5 separate regions of the Mus musculus genome follow, and regions 1, 3, 4 and 5 are each linked to region 2. The links are chromatin contacts, called in public Hi-C and promoter capture Hi-C maps. All regions are on one chromosome and are shown on one strand. The core of a region is the stretch at or near the end of the contact, and the rest is flanking DNA. Distances in the headings are between cores, read along the strand shown. Region 1 holds the start of Nudt14 (nudix (nucleoside diphosphate linked moiety X)-type motif 14). Region 2 holds the start of Ppp2r5c (protein phosphatase 2, regulatory subunit B', gamma). Region 3 holds the start of Tedc1 (tubulin epsilon and delta complex 1). Region 4 holds the start of Mta1 (metastasis associated 1). Region 5 holds the start of Adssl1 (adenylosuccinate synthetase like 1).

What was found. Promoter capture Hi-C pulls out the DNA fragments that hold promoters and counts their contacts. Hi-C and Micro-C count contacts between places; a contact is called where the count stands out from the background. Capture Hi-C pulls out chosen DNA fragments and counts their contacts.
Region 1: a contact with region 2 is called in a Hi-C map of B cells, with 5 read pairs. The contact joins the promoter of Nudt14 here to the promoter of Ppp2r5c in region 2.
Region 3: a contact with region 2 is called in a promoter capture Hi-C map of adipose tissue, with 2.7 times the contacts expected there. The contact joins the promoter of Tedc1 here to the promoter of Ppp2r5c in region 2. A contact is called at or near these places in 1 of 39 promoter capture datasets (liver), 1 of 115 datasets of contacts at active chromatin or transcription factors (bone marrow-derived dendritic cells) and 2 of 9 other capture datasets (adipose tissue and liver).
Region 4: a promoter capture Hi-C map of liver shows a contact between it and region 2, with 2.7 times the contacts expected there. The contact joins the promoter of Mta1 here to the promoter of Ppp2r5c in region 2. A contact is called at or near these places in 2 of 39 promoter capture datasets (both in liver).
Region 5: a contact with region 2 is called in a promoter capture Hi-C map of pre-B cells, with 3 times the contacts expected there. The contact joins the promoter of Adssl1 here to the promoter of Ppp2r5c in region 2.

Annotation. Positions count from the first base shown.
Region 1 is chr12:112,940,758-112,943,457 of GRCm38.p6, reverse strand. Nudt14 (nudix (nucleoside diphosphate linked moiety X)-type motif 14) reads left to right here and starts at 1,316. Exons shown (of 5, transcript NM_025399.4): 1 at 1,316-1,467. The coding sequence starts at 1,387.
Region 2 is chr12:110,445,946-110,448,645 of GRCm38.p6, reverse strand. It overlaps Ppp2r5c (protein phosphatase 2, regulatory subunit B', gamma), which reads right to left and starts at 1,422. Exons shown (of 16, transcript NM_001373949.1): 1 at 1,261-1,422; 2 at 609-674. The coding sequence starts at 1,287.
Region 3 is chr12:113,155,063-113,157,762 of GRCm38.p6, reverse strand. It overlaps Tedc1 (tubulin epsilon and delta complex 1), which reads right to left and starts at 1,342. Exons shown (of 8, transcript NM_134041.3): 1 at 1,192-1,342; 2 at 1,010-1,088; 3 at 400-602; 4 at 36-185. The coding sequence starts at 1,326.
Region 4 is chr12:113,096,929-113,099,628 of GRCm38.p6, reverse strand. Mta1 (metastasis associated 1) reads right to left here and starts at 1,351. Exons shown (of 21, transcript NM_001364622.1): 1 at 1,184-1,351. The coding sequence starts at 1,211.
Region 5 is chr12:112,618,753-112,621,452 of GRCm38.p6, reverse strand. It overlaps Adssl1 (adenylosuccinate synthetase like 1), which reads right to left and starts at 1,406. Exons shown (of 13, transcript NM_007421.2): 1 at 1,143-1,406. The coding sequence starts at 1,334.

The DNA.
Region 1 (2,700 bases), core at 67-2,566, 2.5 Mb before region 2:
CTGTCCTGGACATGTGTTCAACGGGGTCTTTGGAACTCCAGGAAACGGCTTGCCGAACACAGAGATGGTTTCTCTAAGTCTTGGGCATTGGCAGCATGGTGCCTTCCCACCTCACCCCACCCACTTTTGACAAACCCCTCTCCATCCAGGCTCCTGCATTGCTCCCATGGGGACAATGATCAGCTATCTAACAGTACCACTCTGGGCCCTGGCCAAAGCCCCTTGGACAGACATATTTCTTGCTCCTGCACACAGGTAGCCCTTTCCTGTGGCCCAGGGATCCCAGAAACTCTACTCACCTCAGTTTATACTAACATTCAAATGTGACTTTCCCCCTACAATGATCTGTAGAGTTGTGGGGGCTTTCTGTTTTCCTCTCAGGCAGGCCCAGTGAGCACAGGTAGCCCCCGGCCAGTGACACTGGGCCCTTTAACATCTTCCTTTGCCTGAACTACTGGTTATAGCAGTGAGAACTCTGTGACTGGTCCCTATTGTCTACACACACTCTAGGGAGAAAGTCTGCCAGGAGGCCTCTGAAATAAAGGAAGACACCTGAGGGCTTTGGTTTCGGGGACTAGAGGAGCTCTTGGTTGATAGTCACTCTGACCTCCAGGACACTAGGTGGCCAGGCCAAAGCCTGGAAAGTTCAGTACTTTAGGAGAGGGATGTGTGTGTGTGTGTGTGTGTATGTGTGTGTGTGTGTGTGTGTGTGTGTGTAGTCTTTAAGAATGGCTCTCTGTGAACCATGTGTCCCATATAGTGAAGTCCTCTCTCCTTGAATCTAGAGTGGCCTGGAACTTTGGATGCATCTGGATTGACATAGTGATGGAGCAGATCTGGGGCCCTGAACAGCTGTTGTGAAATGTGTGCAGCAACATGGCCTTTGTGAAGAACAGAGACAGGAAGTCGCACTTTCTCTCAAACAGGGTCAGGTCAGCCTCTGTGTGGCTAGTGCTCTTCCCGGGGCCTTCCTTCACCAGCCTTTTCTCTTCAGATTTGTCTTCTATTCTCCCCTTCTGTACGCTTCAGTGGGGGCCCTGGCTCCCCAGACTTGGGAAGGGGGTGAGTTTGTTGCTAACCCCGGCCAAACAGACTCCCGCTCAGCTGACCTACCCCGGTGATCCCCTCTGATTTCCACCCGTTGGAGGCTTCATATACTACGAAGCCCTCTCCACCCTACTCAGTTCGCTTCCCCTTTATGCTGGCTTGGGGACTTGTCTGAAAGCGCCTCCCTCGCGCGCAGCACTCCCGCAGGTGCTACCTGGACTCTGTGGCCCGCCCTCCGCCCCGCCCCCCGGCCCGCCCCGCGTGTGAACTGGGCATGCCCAGAAGTGCGTAGACGCGCCCGCCGGCTTCGATCCGCGGAAGAATCTGCTCTGCGCCACCATGGAGCGCATCGACGGGGTGGCCGTGGGCCTCTGTGCCCATTCGCCCTACCTGCGGCCTTTCACGCTGCACTACCGCCAGGTGATCCGCCCCACTCGCGTGTCTCCGCGCTCTCCCCCCGCCCCCCGCGTTGCGGCCCCGGCCCCGCCCCCCGAGCTCACGACTCCGCCCTGAGCGGATTCTCAGAGCTTGAGCTCCGCCCTCCTGCAGTCCTGACGGCCAGTCGGTCAACCCGGAATGGCCAAGGAAGGACATGCAAAGAGAATCGCTCTTTCCTGAGGAAGATTTGACTGGCCCTCCATTTCTGACCGCCCATCGATACTTTTATGCAGTTAGACCCATTGATTACTCTGGGTATCAGGGCAGGAAAACTCTTGGATCAGGGCAGGAAGAACTCTTGGGGAACCCCACAATTGCAGATACCCTCCTTGCGCCTTCTTTCTAGCTCCTCCTTCAAGCCTTAACAGAAAGTCTGCTGTCACGAAGAAACCTCTTCAACTCAGTCTTTCGCAGCTCCCAGGTGTCTGTCTCCCAGAACAACAGGGCCATACATAGCTATCTCACATGACACCGTTGGGCACCTAGTAGGCACACAGAAAACATTTGTTGAACCTACTTGCTGCCTCTTCTCTTTCGTCTTACCCCATGGTCTTCCTTCTCCTCTACCCTGCATGGCCCTGTCTAGTAGGCCCCTGGCACGTTGCCCATTTCCATTCTCTATGCTGTCTGATACACAATTTTCCTGACCTGATCAATGTAGCCCTGACTGGGTTTCAGCTTAGATCAGACCGCCCAGGGCTTGGCGTTTGCCCAGCTCTCCCACTCCATTTCTCTCACCAGTGTTGTGGCCTCCAGCCTGCAAATTCCCTTGCCTCTGGTGTGTCTGCTGTGTGGAGGTCCTTTCCACCTACCCACTAGGCTAGGGAATTCTTCTCCCAGAGTGCAGTGAGGTAATACAGGCTTGAGGGAGCAACTGGGTTCAGTTGAGGAACAAAGGGTAGAGACACGGGGTGTGTGTGGGGGATCACACTTCTTTTCCCTTTCCTCGGCTGGTGACATGGGGTAGCCATGTGGCTCTTTCATACCCAGGACCTGGGGTTCTGGTGGGCTGTGGACGGTCCAGGCTGGTTCGTTCGCCCTCACTTCCTGGGAAGTGCTGTGGGGTGGCTTTACAGCTTTGGCTGGCATCCCACCAGCACATTTCCGCTGATGGCATTGGTAACCAGAGCTCAGTTGAGCAGGCAGCGGCCCGCCATAGCCATAGTCATAGCTGGGAGGGGGGTGGGGGTTGGGGTGGAGGGTAGGCAGCATTTC
Region 2 (2,700 bases), core at 173-2,672:
GTCAAGGGGCCTGCCCTGAAAATCCCCCAAGGGCACAACTCTATTAAGGATCACAGATTCCACCAAATGACCCAAGGGATCATTCCAGATATTCTTGAAATAAGCCAAAGCCAGGAAGCAAGAAAAGTCAGGATTCACCAAAGAGGATGGAGGAGCTTGTGGGAAAGGAAATAGAAGACTGTTTAAAAAAAAAAAAAAAAGTACCCAAATTAGAGCCACCAAAACACATCCACACTTAGTTGAAAAGGACCAGACATCAGCAGAAGAGAAGCTTGCCCAGGACACCAGTTCGAGGCTGCAGCAAGGAAAGCAAGGACCGTGGAAGTCACTGAGAGAGCCAGAGACACAGAAAAGGAACGAGGGGGCAGACCCTAAAGCTAGAGACTCCATTTAAGACCAGTTCACTGGGAGGGCTTGAGCTCTGTTAGAAGCCACAAAACTGTTTTTAAAATGTCAGTTTCGCTGTGCACACTTTAATAAAAGAGTGGGGGGGGGGATAAGTAACTCATAAGAAAAGACTTCAGAAACACTTTGGTTTGTAGAGCCTCCGTGTTAGACCCTAGATTAAAGGCTGATCAAGAATAACAATGAGCTTGTCCAGAGGTTACCTCTGTTTCTGCTGTATCTTGTCCTTCTTTTGGACCTTTTCCACTTTTCACCGGTTTTGGTGGTTCCTGGGAATCATCACAAAACAAAAACAAAAAAACAAAAACAAACAACAACAAAAAACCATTAGTGTTCTCAATATTTGGACCGCTAAGCATCAGCTCAAATGCAGTTTCTAAATTGATACATATCACTGAGAGCTTCTGATGGCTTTAATATGTCAGCAGCAAACTACATCATATTGAGTATATTCACAATACCAGCAGCCTTCAAATTCCGTTTCTCTTCATGTCTGTGTTGGGGGGCGGGGGAGGGAGGTGAAAACTCCAGGTAGGGACACGTAACCCCAGCTCTCGGCCCATCCCTTTCTCCCCTCCCACCCTTAAACCTCACAAGTGAGGGTTTCTGGGGCGAGTCCGGAACGCTCCAGCACCCCAGCCCCCGCCACGCAGAGCACTGCACGGAGCATCAGCCGCCACCCAGAGCGACCGCGGCACCTCAGCGCCACCTCAGAGCCTGAGCGGCCTCCCCAGCTCCATGCAATCCTGCCAGCGCCCTGGGCCCGCCCGCGAGCCTGGACGACCTGCCGCCCCGCCCCTACCCGCCGACGCGGGGACCCCAGACCCGGTCCCGGAGCCCCCGGCCCCGACTCACTTTCTCCTTCTTGTTTTTATTCGGCATGGCTGGTGCGGGCCGCCGCCGCCGCCCCTGCCTCCGCCCGCCGCCACTGCCGCTGCAGCAGCAGAAGCGCCCCCGGCCCGGCCGTCGCGCCGCCCCGGCCGCCGCCGCCGCCGCTGCAGCCGCCGCCCGGGGACTGAGTCGCTCGTCCGCTCTCGCTTCCCCTTTTCCAGGCTCCCAGAGGCTGCGGCAGCCGCGGCGGCGGCGGCGGCGGCGGCAGCGGCGGCGGCGTCTCTCCGCCCCTCTCCCGGCAGGCCCCGCCCCCGCCCCAGGCCCCGCCCCGCGCCGGCCCCACGCTGCCCTCTCCCCGCCTCGCCGCCCTCAACGACGCCACGCCATTGGCCGACACGGCCCCACGTGCCCTAACGCTCCGCAGCGTCGCCCCGCCCACTGCGCGGCCTGTCCCCACCCCCTCGGTGCGGACCGGCTCGTGTGCCGGGCTGTGAAGGTTTTGGTGGAGCCATCAGGGAGGGAGCTACTGGGGAGAGGGAGGCGTGTGCGGACAACGGAGGTGATAAAGTCACGGCCGCTGAGCCGGGACGGGGAGGAGAGCAAAGGACAGTGAGGAGCGGGAATGCACATGTGAGATGTATGGCGACTATTCTGTAGCCTTCCAGGCACGAAAAACTCTACCCCATAAGCCTGGTAGCGGTGACGCTCGTGCAGTGCGGAGGAGACCCGGGACCGCGCGAGCGGCGGTTTCCTTGGGCCATTAGGCCCCGCCCACGAAGGCAATGCTGCTGGCTCCGGGGTACGCTCCGCCCACCGCACGCCTCAGAGGCGGGGCTCGCCTCAGCCCCGCCTATAGAGTCCACGCCTCTCCTTTCGTCCCCGCCCACGCGAGCAAAGGAACTCTCCCCAGAGCAGACTCTGCCCACGGCGGTCCAAGTGTAGACTGCCTAGTTCCCCTGTGGTCCTGCACGCCGAAATTTCTCTGTTCCAGACTCACCCGCAAGGCAACCGGCTTCCCCAATGTAGGCACCGCCCACCTTACGTCTTAGGGATTGGATCCACCTAGGCCGAGCCCATCAGCTGCTCACTCTGAGACTCTACCTGCACACTGCCACCCATCGCCCCGGCCCACCAGGGAGGTAGTCAGATCAGTGTAGGCTTTTTTTCCGAGCCCATTACGTCTGAGCAGCCCTGCGTCTTTGTTATTCTTTAATTACCAGTGGTCGTTAGCCTGTGAGAAAACTGCATGAAGACCAGGGATCACTTGATTCTCTCACTTCTCTAGTAGCTCTTTATGAGGGAAGAAGCTAATTCGCTACTTATACAGTCCTGTTTTTGGAGTTGTCAGTGTCTGACATCCTATGCTAAGGGGGAGCACTCAGAAGGAAGACTGTAGGAGTGAACTGTTTCGAGTGCAGGAGACTTCAGGCGCTCACTCATGATTTAGGAGGTGCCTTCGTCATA
Region 3 (2,700 bases), core at 93-2,592, 2.7 Mb before region 2:
TGGGCACAGGGTGAAGAGCCATGTGCCTGTATTACCTTGCTGAGGAGGATACACTGCTCCTGCTGACTAGAGATCAGGCATCGCCACCTAAACCGCAGCCTTCCCATCAGCCATTCCACTAGTCGGAGATCCACGGGGCTCTTTGGTTCCACAAAGGGTGCAGGAGGACCAGGACTGGTTGGGGCCTCACAGTAGAGAGGGAACAAGAGTCAGCCCTGCTATACATCCCATATCTCGAGGAAGGACCAGGACAGGGAAGCTGTACTACTGACGTACATCCTCAGCTTCAAAGCTGGATGAGAACCACACCAAGGGCAAATACCACATGAGCTGGAAGCCCGGAGAAATCCACGGGTTCTGGGCAAAGCAGGGCTCTGACACCCTCAATTACATACTCACCTCCCACTGGGGCAACTGGTCACCCAGCTGCACACGGGTCTGGGCAAGCAGCTGCTCAAGCAAGGGTCCTCGGGCGAGGAGCCAAGACAGGGCCAACAGCAGTTCCCGGCTTCCCTGAGAACTGCCGTCTGGAAATTGTAGCAGCACAGACCTGGGGTAGCCTTGGGAGCCCAGTGCTGATTTCACCACACAGGCTTGGGCCTCTGGAGTGGGAAATGATCAGATCAGGGGGTGCTAACCTGGAGATTTCACCTGGATCCCTCTGGGGACCTGAGAGCACCCCCTAAGCTTAGAACCTGCTAAGCGTGGACTAAGGAGGCGAGATCTGAGAGTCTATGAGGAGGCAAAGTGATAACCAACGGGCAGGATTTCTGTGAGTGGTTGGCCAGTCTCAGCGTTTCACTGGAGTGATAAAGCCACTACTACCCAGGTAAGCGTGGTAAAGGCTAGTGGGAACTTATACTAATGGAAGTGGGCGCAACAGCGAGAGGAGCAGGTGCCTGCAGGAAGGGAGGAAACAACAGAGGAGCTTTGATGGGGCGGGACTTGGTGGGTTAAGACAAAACTACAATAGCCTTGGGGAGCGGCTTTCTGAGAGGGCGGGGCTTACCTGGGGCAAGGTCGGTCCAGGTATTGTTTGCAGCAAGCGGTGAGAGCACGCGCAAGAGAAGCTGCCAGAGCACTGGAGCCTGAAGCAAACGAGGAGTTTGTAGTCAGCGGGTATCAGGTGTCACCTACATCAGCCCAGGCAACGCCTGCCCCGACCCCGACCGCCTACTCGAATAGCCTCACCGCCTCAGGTCGATCGAACTTGGCGCGGCGGAAGATTTCTGGGCTGGGCCCAGCAGGCAGGCACCGACTCAGCGCGGCGACAGCCTCAGGCAGGGCCCGGGCAGCCCCTTCCACCCGGCTCCGCCGCCGCCGCATACAGCCAGCACTAGACAGCCTCGGATTGCCCGCTCGGGACCCCGACCAATCACAGTTCCGGATGAGGCCCGCCTTCTCCCCTCAGGCCCAATGAACGATGACTCTGGCGTTTGAGTGCCTACCAGTCTATCCCGTAGGCAGGCACTTCCGGGGTCGGGGGCGGGGATTGGAGGTGCCAACTCCGTTGGAACTCACCAATCAGCACCTCGACTTATCAACCGCCTTAGCAACCCCGGGCTAGGGAAGCGCGAGGCTGGAGGGCGCGCATGCGCCCGAGGTGTTCCCTGGAGGAGCGGAGGAAGGAGCAATGTGGCTCCACCCAGCCACGAAGGGAGTGTCTCTGCGAAGCCGCCCTGGAAGGAACCCGCCGCCAGGGGTCGCCAGGCCTCCGCGAGAAGCAGCTGAGCCCTGCGAAGTGGGTGGGGAGTTCCGGGGGCCACGTCGCCAGAAGTCTCTTCGGAAAGCCATCCTCCCTCTCATGTACAGCCAGCCCCAGACTTCCTTGTCCCCATATTCATTCTTCCTCCAGCCACTAGAAGAGCAGTTTTTAAGGAAAATTCTCCACTTCATAAAAGGGTGCGGCCCTCTCTTTTAAGGTTGAACTTAGTTTTGCACTCAGCCCTTCAGGAGCAATCTTGGTAAGCTTTGAGAATCCCGCAAGGATTCACAGTAGCTACATGACAATGGCAGAATGAACCCAGAGTGCAACCTGATGCACGGGGAAAGACATGCAGTCGGCAACTATCCTCCGCAACCGGCATGAGCCTACTACGTGGCTACAACCTAGGTGAAGCCAGAGCAGCCTCTGTGGGAAGCCGGATGCGAAAGATCACATTATGTGCGCCAGTGCGTGTGGAGGAGGGCCGGACAAAGGCCGGACGCTGCCAACGGTGATCCAGAGACAAGCCTGTAGGCGACGAGTGGCAGGAAGAATTGCTGGGGCGAGACCTGAACGCTCGAGCGGACACAAACTAAGCTTTGTGCCCTCGATGTCGCCACCAAAAATAGTTGGAGCAGCGGACAGACAGTACTGCGTGTACTCTGCATCTCAAAGCTAGGAAAGAAGAGGCAGGTGGAGAGGGAGAGGGTGCGGTGCGGAAAAGGAAAGTGAGGTGAGAGGGAGGGGCAGAGCTGTCCCTTGGCACCTGCCAGTTTAACGGCGGTCTACAGGATGGCCACGCCCTCCGGAAGTGCGGAGACTGCGGGCTCACCTTTACCTTGACCCTCCCTGTGTTTTGCTGCAGACCTTCCTCTGCTCATCTGGATACCTTCAGCTATTCTGCCTCAGGGTCTCCTCCTTCCTGGCCCCTTGCCACACAGCAAATGGCCTCGCCCAGCTAGTTTCTACCTGCTCTTCCTGCCCTCGCTTCAGAG
Region 4 (2,700 bases), core at 102-2,601, 2.7 Mb before region 2:
TGGGAGGCCTGCTGTGGGAGGATGAGCCATCCGTGTGGAGATAGCTGCACCCCTGTGCCCCAAGCCACAGAACTGAGCTGGCTGGGTCCCGCTGGTGTGAGATGGAAGGAAATGACCTAGGCACTCAGGGGTCGGGGTCTTCCGTAGGAGTGGTTGATGGGTGTTTCGGGGTGGTCTTGCACTCAAGCACACTCTCACAGCAAAGCCCAAGTTTGCTAGTGGGGGACAGCAGCAGACTCATCCACATTTAGGCTGTGACCAGGAGGGTCTCCAAGTCCAGAGAGAGAGCAGAAGAAGGCTATGGGATAACTATAAGGGTCAGCATGGCCTGGATGTGTGCAAGGCCATTCCGGAGTATCCTGGTCACACACACACATACACAAACTGGGCAAAGGGCTTCTTCCCAGGGCCCAACAACTGGGGGACCAGCCCGGGCAGACAGGCTCTCATGGCCCCAGGTCAGTAGGGACCTCTGGCCTTCCAAAGGCCAGGAAAGTGCCTCCTTGCTAGGCAGGGGTGAGCAGTAAGGCAGAGAAAAGTTTGGGGTGATTCAGACCTGCACTTGGGATGTAGGCCCCCTGCTGTAGCCAACCCTCCCCCCCAGGAATCCCTGCTAAGGAAAGCCCTCGGCTGGGACGGGCTCGTGGCCCCTGCAACAGGACTCACGGTGCCTGCACACCTAGCGGGCCCTGCACGGCCCCCTGAGGAGACCGCTTGCCCCCCAGACCCCGAAACTCCTGCTCGCGGGACCGCAGCCAGAGCTCCAGAGGCACGTGCTCCTGCTCAGGGGCTCCGGCCCGGACCCAGGCCCAGGCCTCCCGCCGCCGGGCCCGCCGGCCCCCGGGATGCCCTGGCCACCCTGGCCACTCGCCGCTACTCCGCCTGCGTCCCGCGGGCCACCCCCGGTCCCCAACAGGTGGGCATAGCCCCCTCCCAGCGCCGCTCGGCGCCCCGCGCGCGCGCGCCCCGGCACCGGCAGCCCAGGGGCCATTTTGGGCCGGGACGAGCACCGGAGACCAGAACCGAGCCTCGCGGGCGGGGCGCGAGCGCGACGGGGGCGGGACGGGGGGGAGGGGCGCGGGCCGCGCGCGAGGGCGGCGTGGGGGAGGCGCGGAGGCCGCGGCGGGGCCGGGAGGCGCGGGCGGTGGGCCCGCGGCGCATAAAGGCCGTGGCGGGGCCTTACCTCCGACCCTGTACATGTTGGCGGCCATGTCCGGGCCGGCGGCGGGGCCGCGGGGCGCGGGGCGCGAGCGCGGGCGGCGGGCCGGGCGCGGGCCGGGGCGGGGGCGGGCGCGGGGGCGCCGGCGGGCGGTTTAAAGGGACCGCGCTGCTCCGCCGCCGCCGCCGCCGCCGCCTCCGAGGCCGCCGAGGCCGCGCAGGGACGGGAGGGCCGCGGCGCGGGCGGGAGAGGAAGAGGAGGAGCGGCCGCGGGCGGCGGGGAGGGGCCTCGGGCGCCGCCGCCCACCGCGCGGGCCGTTACCCGACCCCGCGCCGCGCCGGCCCGCGTGCCCCTGGCCGAGTGGCCCTTCTGAGCCCTTAGCTCGCCTGGTCCTCGGCATCCCCGGATCGCCCTCCCACGACCCCTCCTGCCTGGCTCTCAGCATCCCCGGGTGGCCATCCGGAGCCCCACGCTTTCGTGGCCCTGGCATCCCGAGTGGCCCTCCTGCATCCTCTCCAAAGTGGTCCTCGGCATCCCTGGGTCAGCTGCTCATCCCTTGGAGGTCCTTCGAAGCCACTGCTGGAGTGGCCCTTGGCATCCCCAGGTGGTCCTCCTCGGCAGGCCCACACCCTGCGTCCCTGGGACGCACTCCTGCAACCCGCCTAGAGTGGCTGGCCCTCCACATCATTGATGGCCCTCCTGCGACCCCTCCGGAATGATACTTGGCATCCTCCAGTGGCACTCTCCAGGCCCACGCCCGCCTGGACCTCGGCACCCACTGGGTGGCCCTTCTTTAACCCTCAGTGGTCCTCGACATCCCTGGATGGCCCTCTTACATGGTCTTTCAGCTTACCTGGGAGGCTCTCCACGACCCCTCCCAAATGACTCGGGCATCCTCCAGTGGCACTCTCCAGCACTCTCCAGGCCCATTCCCTCCTGGCCCTCAGCACCCATTGGTGACCCTTTCCCTGCCCTCCCCCCACCCCCGCCAAGCTCCATGCTCACCTAGTCTTCAGCAACCCCAGGTCACCTCCAGAGACCTCTCACATACCTGACAAGGTGAGCCCTCCTAGGACTGGCTCCTTGGGAGTTTCTCACAAGGTTGCCTTGGGTCCTTCTATGTGAGCCCTTCCCTGCACCCCTGTGTAGGGATCCTTTCCAATTCTTGTAGGGGTCCTCAGTGTGTCCCCCATTGTCCAACCTCTTCAGTCACCCAGGAACATCATGACTATCCTTGAACAAGGCGGTCATGCTTGTTCCTGAAGTGCCAGGCCTCCCTCCGTGTACCTCCCTGCTCGCTTGGATTCCCTCCCACAAGCCCAAGCTGAAGCCAAGACCACATAAGCCGTGGGGCATTGCGGTGCTGAGGAAGGTGCCTCTTTGTGGCATCTGTGACTAAGGGCTTGCCTTTGCTTATCTAAGGTCTGTGAAGAGGGAGTTCTTAGACATTACCCCAAGGCCAGAGGACAAAAGGTTGTGTCCCTGATGGGACTCCTGTCCCTGCCACAGTTGGGGCAGTGAAAAGGAGCTGACTGGGAGTT
Region 5 (2,700 bases), core at 157-2,656, 2.2 Mb before region 2:
GGACTCCAGACCGCTGGGAGTAAATCCCAGTTACATACACATAGCTGGACAATGCATGCAAGGTGTAGGGCTTAGGAGGCCCAAGGTCTGTCCTTAGGACCTAGAGACTTCAAGGGAGAGGGGTGAACAGGGTGAGAGAGCAGGGTAGCTCCTCATTCTTAAGAGAGTTTCCAGAAATCCTCATCCCCAGCTGGGCAAATGTGGCCCAGGGAACCAAGCTATGCCTCCGGAGGCCTCCTAGGAGTCCTCGGGAACTCAGCAAGAAAGCCACAGAACCAGGGAGACAGAACTCCAGCAGGTGTTCCCACCTTCATTTGGGTCAGCAGCCATAAGTGTGGCTCCAAACCCAGTATCACAGAGTATCTTCCCTCAAACCGAGCCCTCTGTGCTGAGGATGGCACCGCAGAGGCAGTGTGGCTGTTAGCTGCAGCTCAACACCACAGAGACTTAAGGAGAGCAGGCAGCTAGCCCTAGGAGAGTACCCACCCGCTGTCCAGAGTCAGTCAGAACAAATGTGGGTGCTCAGAGCACTTTGCAGCTGGCCAAGGGCACAAAGACTGTCTCTGGCCTTCTCTGAGCACTACCAGCCACCGGGTCACACCCTGCCCGGGAAATCTGTGACTCCTCCTTTCTCCATGTCAGCCAGACCCCTTTGAACTCTGCTTTAGGCTCCTGACCCTGCGTTCCTCTAGGTTAGAAACCTATCTTCATCCTGTCTCTGCCTGGCTGACTCGCCGAGGACACCCCCCTTCTCAGAAAGCAGCTCTCACCCTTTGCTGCATCTTAGGGTACCTCGACCCACCCCGTTGGGGCTTTCCCCACTGGAGGGCCCACCATCACCGCCCTGGAACGCCCTACCCCTGAGGATCCCATGTCCTCAACTCAGCGACTTATATTTTTAGCTCGGGCTCCTGCCATTGCCCTGGGGAGGAGGTGGGTGGGTGGTGGGAGGCCAAGAGCTTTGTGTGAGAGGGTGTGTGTGGGAAGGAGGACTTAGGCAGTGGGGAAGGTACTCCTGGGAGGGAGGAATCCAAAAGGCTGTGACCCACTCAGGGCACAGGAGGAAGGGGTTCGTCCGGATCCCGGGGAAGGGGAGAGGCTCGCTGGGCAGGTTAGGGAGGGACTCGGCGCCTGGCCCGCACCTGGCAGCGACTGACGATGTCGGCGTCCGTGGCCAGCAGGTCCACCACCTTGCCTTTGCCCTCGTCCCCCCACTGCGCGCCCAGCACCACGGTCACGCGGGAGCCTGTCGCCGCCGCCTCCTGCTGCAGCCGCCCCCTCTTGACTCCGCCTGTGCCGGGGGGCCGGTCGTTGGAGGCTCGGGTCCCGGACATGCTGGCTTAGCTCCTCTGCTGCTCTGGGCCAAGCGAGAGCCCGCCGCCGCCAGAGCTCTCGCTCCATTAAATGCGGACGCCTAGAGAGGGGGGCGGGCCGGGGGCGGGTCCTGCGCACGCGGTGACGCACCTCGGTGACCTGCGGCCACAGCTCCCTGTCCCTGCCGCTGTCGCTGCAGATGGCGCGCACTTAGGGTGCTAGACGCCCCGACACGACTTGGGCAAGCAGATGACTCAGAACACCCTAGGACGTGAGAGGTGCCAGTGCTGCACGACCCGGACTCTACCCCTGCCCACTGGCCTGCTAGGACTAGGGTTTGGGGTTGCACAAACAGCGGAGGAGGCTGCTTTTTCCGGGGCAAGAGAGCGGTTAACAAAAGCAGAACCACAGATGTTTCTTTGCCGTTAATCTGGAGGATCTGCCTGCGGGATCACCTGTTTTCCCGTCTTGAACCTCGAGTCCAGGACCAGGAACGGTTCTCCTGAGAGCCGCCCAGAAAGTCACCTTAACTAAGACGATCTCTCTCCACCAGGCCACATAGTCACCCCTGCTGGCCCAGGATATGCAGCTCTTGGGTGGCTGTAGCTAGCTACTAGCCCAGCGCCAAGTGTAAGATGAAGTACCCACATCCGCTCGGGGTCAGAGCAACTTGAGGGACACAGGAGCAGAGGAGGATTCAACTTTCCAAGAGACCTCGGGGTCGATGGTTTCTGCCACTCAGTCCAGACTGGAAACAGGGACAAGGGAAAGTCCTGAGGCTGGGAGGCCTGTGTGGCATGCTCCCCCCAGCCCCCCACTGGTGCGTGTCCTTCCAGGGTGTGCTAACTGACCCCTGGGACAGGTTCACAGAGCAGTCAGGCTCCTAGTTGTCCTGGGGGCAGTTCGCAGGACTGTCACAAGACCAGTGAGACTAGACACACCCTCTGGGGGACTGACACCCCCCCTCCCCCAGCTTGGGGAAGAGAGGCTATTCCCAGTCAGCCTCAGCCACACTGCTGCTACCCTCCCTGGCTGTGCAGGTCATGGTGGTCTGTGTCTTCTGTTTCACATAGGGACATAGACACTCTCTTCAGTTGCTATGGCTGAAGCAGTCAGGGCCTCGGATCTGGACACTACTTCTTAGAAGAGCCTTACAGTCTTTGTGTGCAGATTACAATATCCTTCTCTACCTCACTCAGTGCCACAGTGGGGAGGGGGCAAGCGAGTAGACGTGGCATCTAGAGTTAGTGGTTCAGGCCAAGATCTCCTGAGCAGTGGCTGGGACAGGCAGAAATCCCTGATAAGGTCTTTCAGGAAGGTGTGCTCAGAAGGCAAAGCAGGCAGAGAAGGCTGATGCAGGAACGGAGACAAGGGGTAAACAGGAGA